2 separate regions of the Mus musculus genome follow, and region 2 is linked to region 1. The links are chromatin contacts, called in public HiChIP or PLAC-seq maps. All regions are on one chromosome and are shown on one strand. Each heading gives the region's core, a stretch centred on a gene start, on an enhancer-like site or on the middle of the called end of the contact. The rest is flanking DNA. Distances are from core to core; before and after follow the strand shown.

Region 1 (3,421 bases), core at 827-3,326:
TAATAGCTTTCCTTGCAAATTTTGAAGAACACGTATAAAATATTTGAAGTAAAAAAAAATCACACACTTTTTTCTTGGTGACAATGTGGGGCACTGAGGCCATGAAGAAAAAGCTTGCAGGATGGCACCGTGATTCCTCATGATGTGCTGTGTGTTGTGAAGAATAAGAGGAAGTGTGTTTTAGGAGGAGTGTCATTAAAATTTGATTTCGGCTTATTTTTTTTCTAAGCTGTTTGGGTAGTCCAAAGAACCTAGAGCAAGGCTGCCATCTATTGTCAGATTTATGCTACTACAGATGCTTAAGGAAACTCCTCTCTTTCAGGGCTACCTTTATGTATGAGCAGTTCCCAGAACTCATGAACATGCTTTGGTCCCGGATGCTAAAAGACAACAAAAAGAACTGGAGAAGAGTTTATAAGGTATGGTGGAAGCCTACAAGAGCGAGTGTTGACATGACTGTAGTCCACTAAGTTTCTAGACTTTTCCGAGACACACACTGTTTTCCAGTCATAAACAGCCCTTCATAGTACAGAGTGTGTTCAGACTTATGTTCTTCTAAATATTGAAGATTTTTATTGTTTCTTAAATTTTTTCCTACTAAATCTGTTGAGGTGTTTTGAGTATTTAATCTCTACTCATATGCAAGTTTGCTACTTGACTGTTTAAAATTAAAAACCAGTCTCATGTTTGTCACCTCTGTAAACAGCTTTGTTTAATTTGTGGTTGGGTGATAGCACCATTCCGCTCAGCGAAGTCTATAAGCTGGGACTGGCACTGAGAGTGAGGTGTGCAGACTTCTGGCTTCACCTGTGTGTGGACTTTTCCTCGGATTCATCTCATTTTGATTCTGTATTTCTAAAGCAAGGTGATGGTCTTCCTAGTTAATCATGTTTTCCTGCTTCTCAAAACATGCTGTACGCCAAAAGGATTCACTCTCACACGTAGCAGACCACAGCAGTGTTCACATTTGCAACGTGACATTTTGACTCTCAGAATTAAAAACCTGTTTTAACTAGAATTTTGTTGTTACTGTTACTGTTGTTGAGTGTCTGAGTGTAATGTGCCACTGTATGTGTGTTTGGAAGTATAGGGAGGCCAGAGCTTTGCTCCTGTGTCTTCCTCAGGCATTCCATTTTATGAGCAGAGTCTCACTGAACTCAGAGCTTTCTGATCCAGCTAGCTTGCTTGGGATCCCTGTCTCCTCAGAGTAGAATTACAGGTGGCAGCCAGGCCTGCCCAGCTTTTTATGTGGGTGATGGGGATCCAAGCTTCTATACCAGTGTTTGCATGGTAAGTACTTTATCCACTAAGCCGTCTCTTCAGCCCTCCCCCCTGTTCTAATTTGGTGAGGGTGCTGGGGAGAACAAAGTCTCTCTTTGTAGCCCTGGCTAGCCCAACTAAGTATATAGACTATGTCTTAAACTACTAGAAATCTGTCTGCCTCTGTCCCCCAACTATTAGGATTAAAGGCATGTGGCACCATGTCCAGCAAATTTTGTGATTTTTATGATGTTTGTTTCCTAAAATATTCTCTGAGATTTCTATAAATTGTATAATTTTTCTAAAATGGGGGCTTTTAAAGATTATTGTACTTTTTCAAAAGATTAGGAAATCTGAGTAAAATGGCTACAGGGCAACACTCTCAACATTTAGGTGGCTGAGGCTGGAGGATTACCGTGAGCTAGAGGCCATCCAGAGAGGCATGATGAAACCCTGTTTCGAAACCAACCCCCCCAGATTACTTACTATTAAGTGTGAGTTTGTGCCCTCAGGGTCACCACCCTGCACAGACCTGAAATCATAGTGAAATGAAGTTTTAGGTGAAAAAGCAGAGGAGTGTTTCCTGCTGCGTCACCAGCTTGTGAAGAGCCCTGCTGCCTAATGCCAGCCCGGCCATCATTGCTAGGTGCCTCTGACTCAGCATCTAGCATGCCCACTTAGTTAGCATCCCTTGGCTTAACAATTTTGCAAAGTTTTCCTTCTGTTGAAATCTTTTGAAACCTCATTAGCATCAGAATTGGGTTTTCTCACAGGACACTGCTACAGGGTCCTACAGGGTCTTGTAAAGACAAAAGGATCCTCCCATGTCCCTAGTACTTAGGGGAGTGGCTCCAGAAGGCCAACAGCGAGAGCCAGGCCACTCCTGGAAATCCCATGATTTGTTTGACTAGTGTTAGACTTCAGAATTACTAGTTACTTTAAATCTTAAAGTAGCCATTGCCTAGGTAGTTTGTAATTATTTTCTGTACTAGGAACGTGAGGATGAAGTTCGGACTGTCTTTCGGTCAAACAGAAAGGAGAGGGCACACTCCTCACCACCAGCATCGAGTAATGTTGGAGTTTGTGTTTGTGTGTAACTGTGTACCACTGCTCTTCCAGAGCTTATTCCATTCAGTCATTTGGTGCTTTATATTTCCACAGTCGTTGCTGCTCCTAGCTTACCTCATAAGAAATGGATCGGAGCGAGTTGTTACAAGTGCCAGAGAACACATTTATGATTTGCGATCCCTGGAAAATTACCACTTTGTAGGTGAGCAATAGAAAACCCTCATAAGCAAATTAAAACAGTAGTTGGAGTTGTCAGTCACCTGAACCAGCTTGGAAGCTTCTCTGCTCTAATTAGCATGTGACTCTTGCTGGTTGTGTGACGAGTGCAGAATCCAAGGCGTGGGGCCCTAGAGTATTAATTAGTGAAGACAGGAGCTTGCAGAAAGGACTGGCTAATAACAACAGAACCAACACAACATGAGTGTTGGGGTTTATATTAAAATATGCACTGGAGACTGGTCCCCTGTGGTGTCCATAAAGGAATAGCTTTAATCATGTGGGAAGAGAAGGTTAGAGCTCCAAAACACACACATCTGTTTGAAGCCAGGCCCCCTCCCAGCAGATAGTCTGTACTGCGCGAGGCCAGAGTGTGTTCTGAATGTGAAGGCAGCACAGGGCAGGGAGCGTTTCCTTTGGAGCCTGTCTTCCTTGTGACTACTATAAAATAGCAGGCTTTAGTTGCACTAAGTCCTAGTGATTAGTGTTCCCAGTCTTGGGGAAACAAGATATTTGGGGTGCTTTTGGGCCATCAGAGTGTTAAAAGTGAGTGGTCATTCTTTATTTGTTAAAATATGATAGAAACCACTTTGAGCTGTGTGCATTCCGTATGTCATCATGTGTAATCCTTTCAGTAGGTCATCAATTGATCTTGTCTAGTTCTGCTGTCTAGGGTCATAAGTCAAATTAGAATTTAATGCCATAATCTGCCTCCTGAAAAAGTTTAAAATTTGACATTATTTTTGTAAGTAGTTTCGTTTCTATTCTTTTTTGAGTTTGGTGCACACTAAGGGAGTTCTTACAGTTCGTTTTCTCCTTAATTGTCCTTAAGATGAGCATGGCAAGGATCAAGGTATAAACATTCGACAGAAAGTAA
Region 2 (3,428 bases), core at 638-3,137, 330 kb after region 1:
GGCGATGGGTAATTAATTATTGAGCCATTTCTCTAACTCTATACACGGCCCCAATTTTTCCTACTCACATCCACAGCCCACCATGGTGCCACTTACATTCAGGATGAGTCATTTCCTGTCATCCCTCTAGTTATGTCTTATAGAAATGCCCTTCATAGACACAACTAGAGGGTGTGCCTTGCTCACCTCTTAGGTGCTTCTAGACACAATCAGACTGCAAGTTACGATTAGCCACTAGCATCCAGTCGCTCTAAAACAGACTATTTAACTCACCTACTAACACAATGAGAACCGTCTATAATAAAAGCTGCACAGAAAGTATCGGACGATAGACATCGGACAGGAAAGGAGAAACACATGACGTAATTTCATTTAGATAAGCTCCGAGGAGAAAACCAAGCTCTGGGGGCAGAAGTCAGACCCATGGCGGCTTTGAAAGTACGTAAGGTGGCAGAGAGAACTGCCTACCCCATGGTGACTGCCCTGCTTCTAGACTTGGTGGTGGTGGGGTTACATGGGCTTGGTGCTTATAAGGGTATTTACGTAAGATTTACACAGGTGACTGCACGTGTTCCTTAAAGACCCCACACAACTCCACCAAAGAGAAGAAAGCCAGGTAGATGATCTTTTACAGTCCTACCTCAGCCTCAAACTTGAGACCCATACCACGTAACTTAATGAAGAAAAGACATCCTTTCCAATGCACATTCTTTATACTTTGAAATGAAAGCTGAATTACCGCCATCGACTGGGAAGGTGGGTCACGGGTAATACAAGAAGCTACCTGTAACTGATTTATCAATATGACAGCCATGACAAGTGAAAGCTGGAAATCTATTAGAAGGCAGAAAGTCTGGCAAGAAACATGGCAACAGGATTCGCCCACAACCCCCTGCAGCTACTGATCATTACCATTTTAAACCGATGTCCAGGTCAATGCTAACGCGCCAACACGAATTCCAAGTATTAAGCCATTCTTGGTGCGGCTAAATGCCCCATTGACCTCTGCCTCTCCTTCCTGAAATCCAGGGACAACTGACTGCTGATCATTAGGTCTGATTAGTTCCCGTTCATTCCTTAATGGGTTATTCTACAGGTTGTCTGTTTTACAACTTGTAACCCCGCGTTGCATTTACAGACTTGCATCTTTTTTATTTTATTCTACACTCTCTCTTGTGCTCAAGGTGAGAACGGCTGCTTGACCTTATTCTTGTGAAGGGCGTCGGTCTCAGAAGAACGGATGGTCCGGTTCTGCTGCTCTTTCAGGGGAGGTCATTAACCTTCCCCTCCCTCCGTCTTCCTTCCTCTCCCCATCCTCCCATCCCCTCCCACACCCACACTAACTCTTTTCCCTTCTTCTCCTCTTCTCCTCCCATCCTTTCTCTCTTTGCCTTTTTAATAGGAACAATTGATACACCACTTACATATTTAACTTCCACCCTCTATATTCAAAAGGCTCTGGACCCCCATGCCCTGTTGTCAACCCAGCAAGCACAGAATAGTCGGAGATCTCCCCATCTGTCAGAGTAGGAACGCCTTGGGGAGCATGACTCCTGTCTGTGTCACCCCACTTTGCCCAGCCAGATTGTCCTTTTGTCCTTAGCGACAGATCTGGAAAGACAGTTCCTCTGGAGTTAGCCCACAGTGAGAGCAGCCTCTCCTGTCTAAAGCGAGGGCTCTCCCCGCTTCTGAATGTGGGAGCTCACATGTCTGCTCTCCCCTCTTCTACCTCCTCCTTGTGCTCTCGAGGCCTTGATCAATTTTTGCTGCTTCTCCTTATGACTTCTGAAGGCTACGTTGCTATAGCAACCCAGGCCCACTGATCCGTGTTAAAGAACCTGTGATCAGGAAGAGGAGCCATTAGCTGTCTCCAGAGTCCATTTACAAGAGAATACAATTACTTCCCAACAGAGGATGCTCCACAGTGCCATTTAAGAGCCTCTGGGGCAGCTAGGGTCTGAGAGCAGCTGGTCCAAGGGCCTCAAATTAGGGTAAGGACGGACAGCATGACATGCCAGGCTCACCTGGGATGACACAGACCTGTGAATGATCCTCTCTGCTCCTACACTCAGCCCTCACAGTGACTGCTTCCCCCCCACCCCCCAACCTCTCTCTTCCATGGACCCAGACTGACAATAGTCATGCCCTTCTCCTTCACTCTGTCCAGTTGCTGCTCTCTCCCTGTGGCCAACAATACCCTTGAAAGAGTCAGGTCCCTCCCCCTCCTGCTCACAAGACCCCAACAGCTTCCGCCAGTGTCTTGTGGCCAGAGGTTGCCTGCTGCTTGGCTGTCTCTTGCACTCAGCTCCTGCTTGGCCTTTCTATGCCTGGATGCTTTCTGCTCCTTCTAGATAGCGAGTCCTATCATCTTAAACAGCATATCCTCCCCATAGTTCCTCCCCATCCCTGCTGGTACCCTGTTCATATTGCTTACAGAGAGTGTCCCCCTATATGCATCTCATGCTGTCACCTTCTCGTGAGATCTCTGCTTATGTCCCTTTTCAGAAAGATGCCTGACTCCTCTTTGTGGCTGCTATCTAACCCCCAGAGTGGGCAGTCAAACAATCAGCGAGTCAGCTCTCAGCAACCTACACTTTCTGTGTAGGTGAAGGAGGTGCCCAGAGTGTTCCAGTGGACCTAAGAGTTACATAACCCCACATCCCCCCATCTTCATGGTGGAGCACTACTCTGTTCCCTCCCACTGCACCAGTCAGTCCACGGGGGAAACGTGTGGGAACGACCGTGGAGAGCCTCTGGGTAAGTCACATGCGTAGAACAGGGCCAGGGAGGCAGACGACCCACTAGTCAGCAAACGGGACTGGTCCCAGGCTTCCTGAGATGTGTCTACATAGGTAGGCATCCTTGTTTCAGCTCTTAGGATGGTACTGTTGCCCATCAGCACACCAAAGCACACACCACCAGGTCCCAAGCTCCCTCAGTTACCCAGTACCTATTACACACTCCAGAGCCTTAGCATCCAGGCTCTTCCAGCCTCCTCCTGACCCTAAACTCCCTCAGGCCCACAGGTGTCCCTCCCGCCCCTCCCCTCCCCCACCAACTCATTCCCCTTCTGATCCTGATATTTCAGTGATGTTTTCTGTCTCCCTCTTTTGCTCTTCCTCTCCCTGCCTCCATCTTCCCCCTCTCTGTTTTCCCATACCCCTCCTTTCTCTATGTCCCCCACCCTGCTCTGCTCCTAACTCTCTCTTAGCCATGTCCAGTCTGCTGGGCAGGCTCTGTCTGCCCCCCCTCCCCCCTCTCTCCCTCCTTCTGCTCTAGACTCTTCCAGATGCTTCTGGCTGTTCTCTCATATCTACAATAAAAACCTTCCCCTTCCCTTACCAAGGAGTGTTCATGTCAGTTTATATATACACACACACACACACACATACATACATACCCCTGGCTAATTTTTTAGTCCCCCTCCC

What was found. HiChIP or PLAC-seq counts read pairs in DNA pulled down with a chosen protein or histone mark.
Region 2: a contact with region 1 is called in an H3K27ac HiChIP or PLAC-seq map of embryonic stem cells, with 2.2 times the contacts expected there. The contact joins two enhancer-like sites. A contact is called at or near these places in 1 of 115 datasets of contacts at active chromatin or transcription factors (embryonic stem cells) and 1 of 9 other capture datasets (embryonic stem cells).

What each region holds. Positions count from the first base shown.
Region 1 is chr11:45,884,010-45,887,430 of GRCm38.p6, forward strand. Clint1 (clathrin interactor 1) reads left to right here. Exons shown (of 12, transcript NM_001045520.4): 3 at 323-419; 4 at 2,422-2,530; 5 at 3,377-3,421. Among named protein-coding and RNA genes, the nearest start is that of Clint1, 34 kb to the left of the region's middle. Within about 2 kb of position 2,077, at least 18 of the 459 cell types and tissues checked have an H3K27ac peak or open chromatin away from gene starts, as enhancers often do. A contact at or near this core is called in embryonic stem cells, where this site is marked.
Region 2 is chr11:46,216,909-46,220,336 of GRCm38.p6, forward strand. All of the region lies in intron 26 of Cyfip2 (cytoplasmic FMR1 interacting protein 2), which reads right to left. Among named protein-coding and RNA genes, the nearest start is that of Fndc9, 17 kb to the right of the region's middle. Within about 2 kb of position 1,888, at least 27 of the 459 cell types and tissues checked have an H3K27ac peak or open chromatin away from gene starts, as enhancers often do. A contact at or near this core is called in embryonic stem cells, where this site is marked.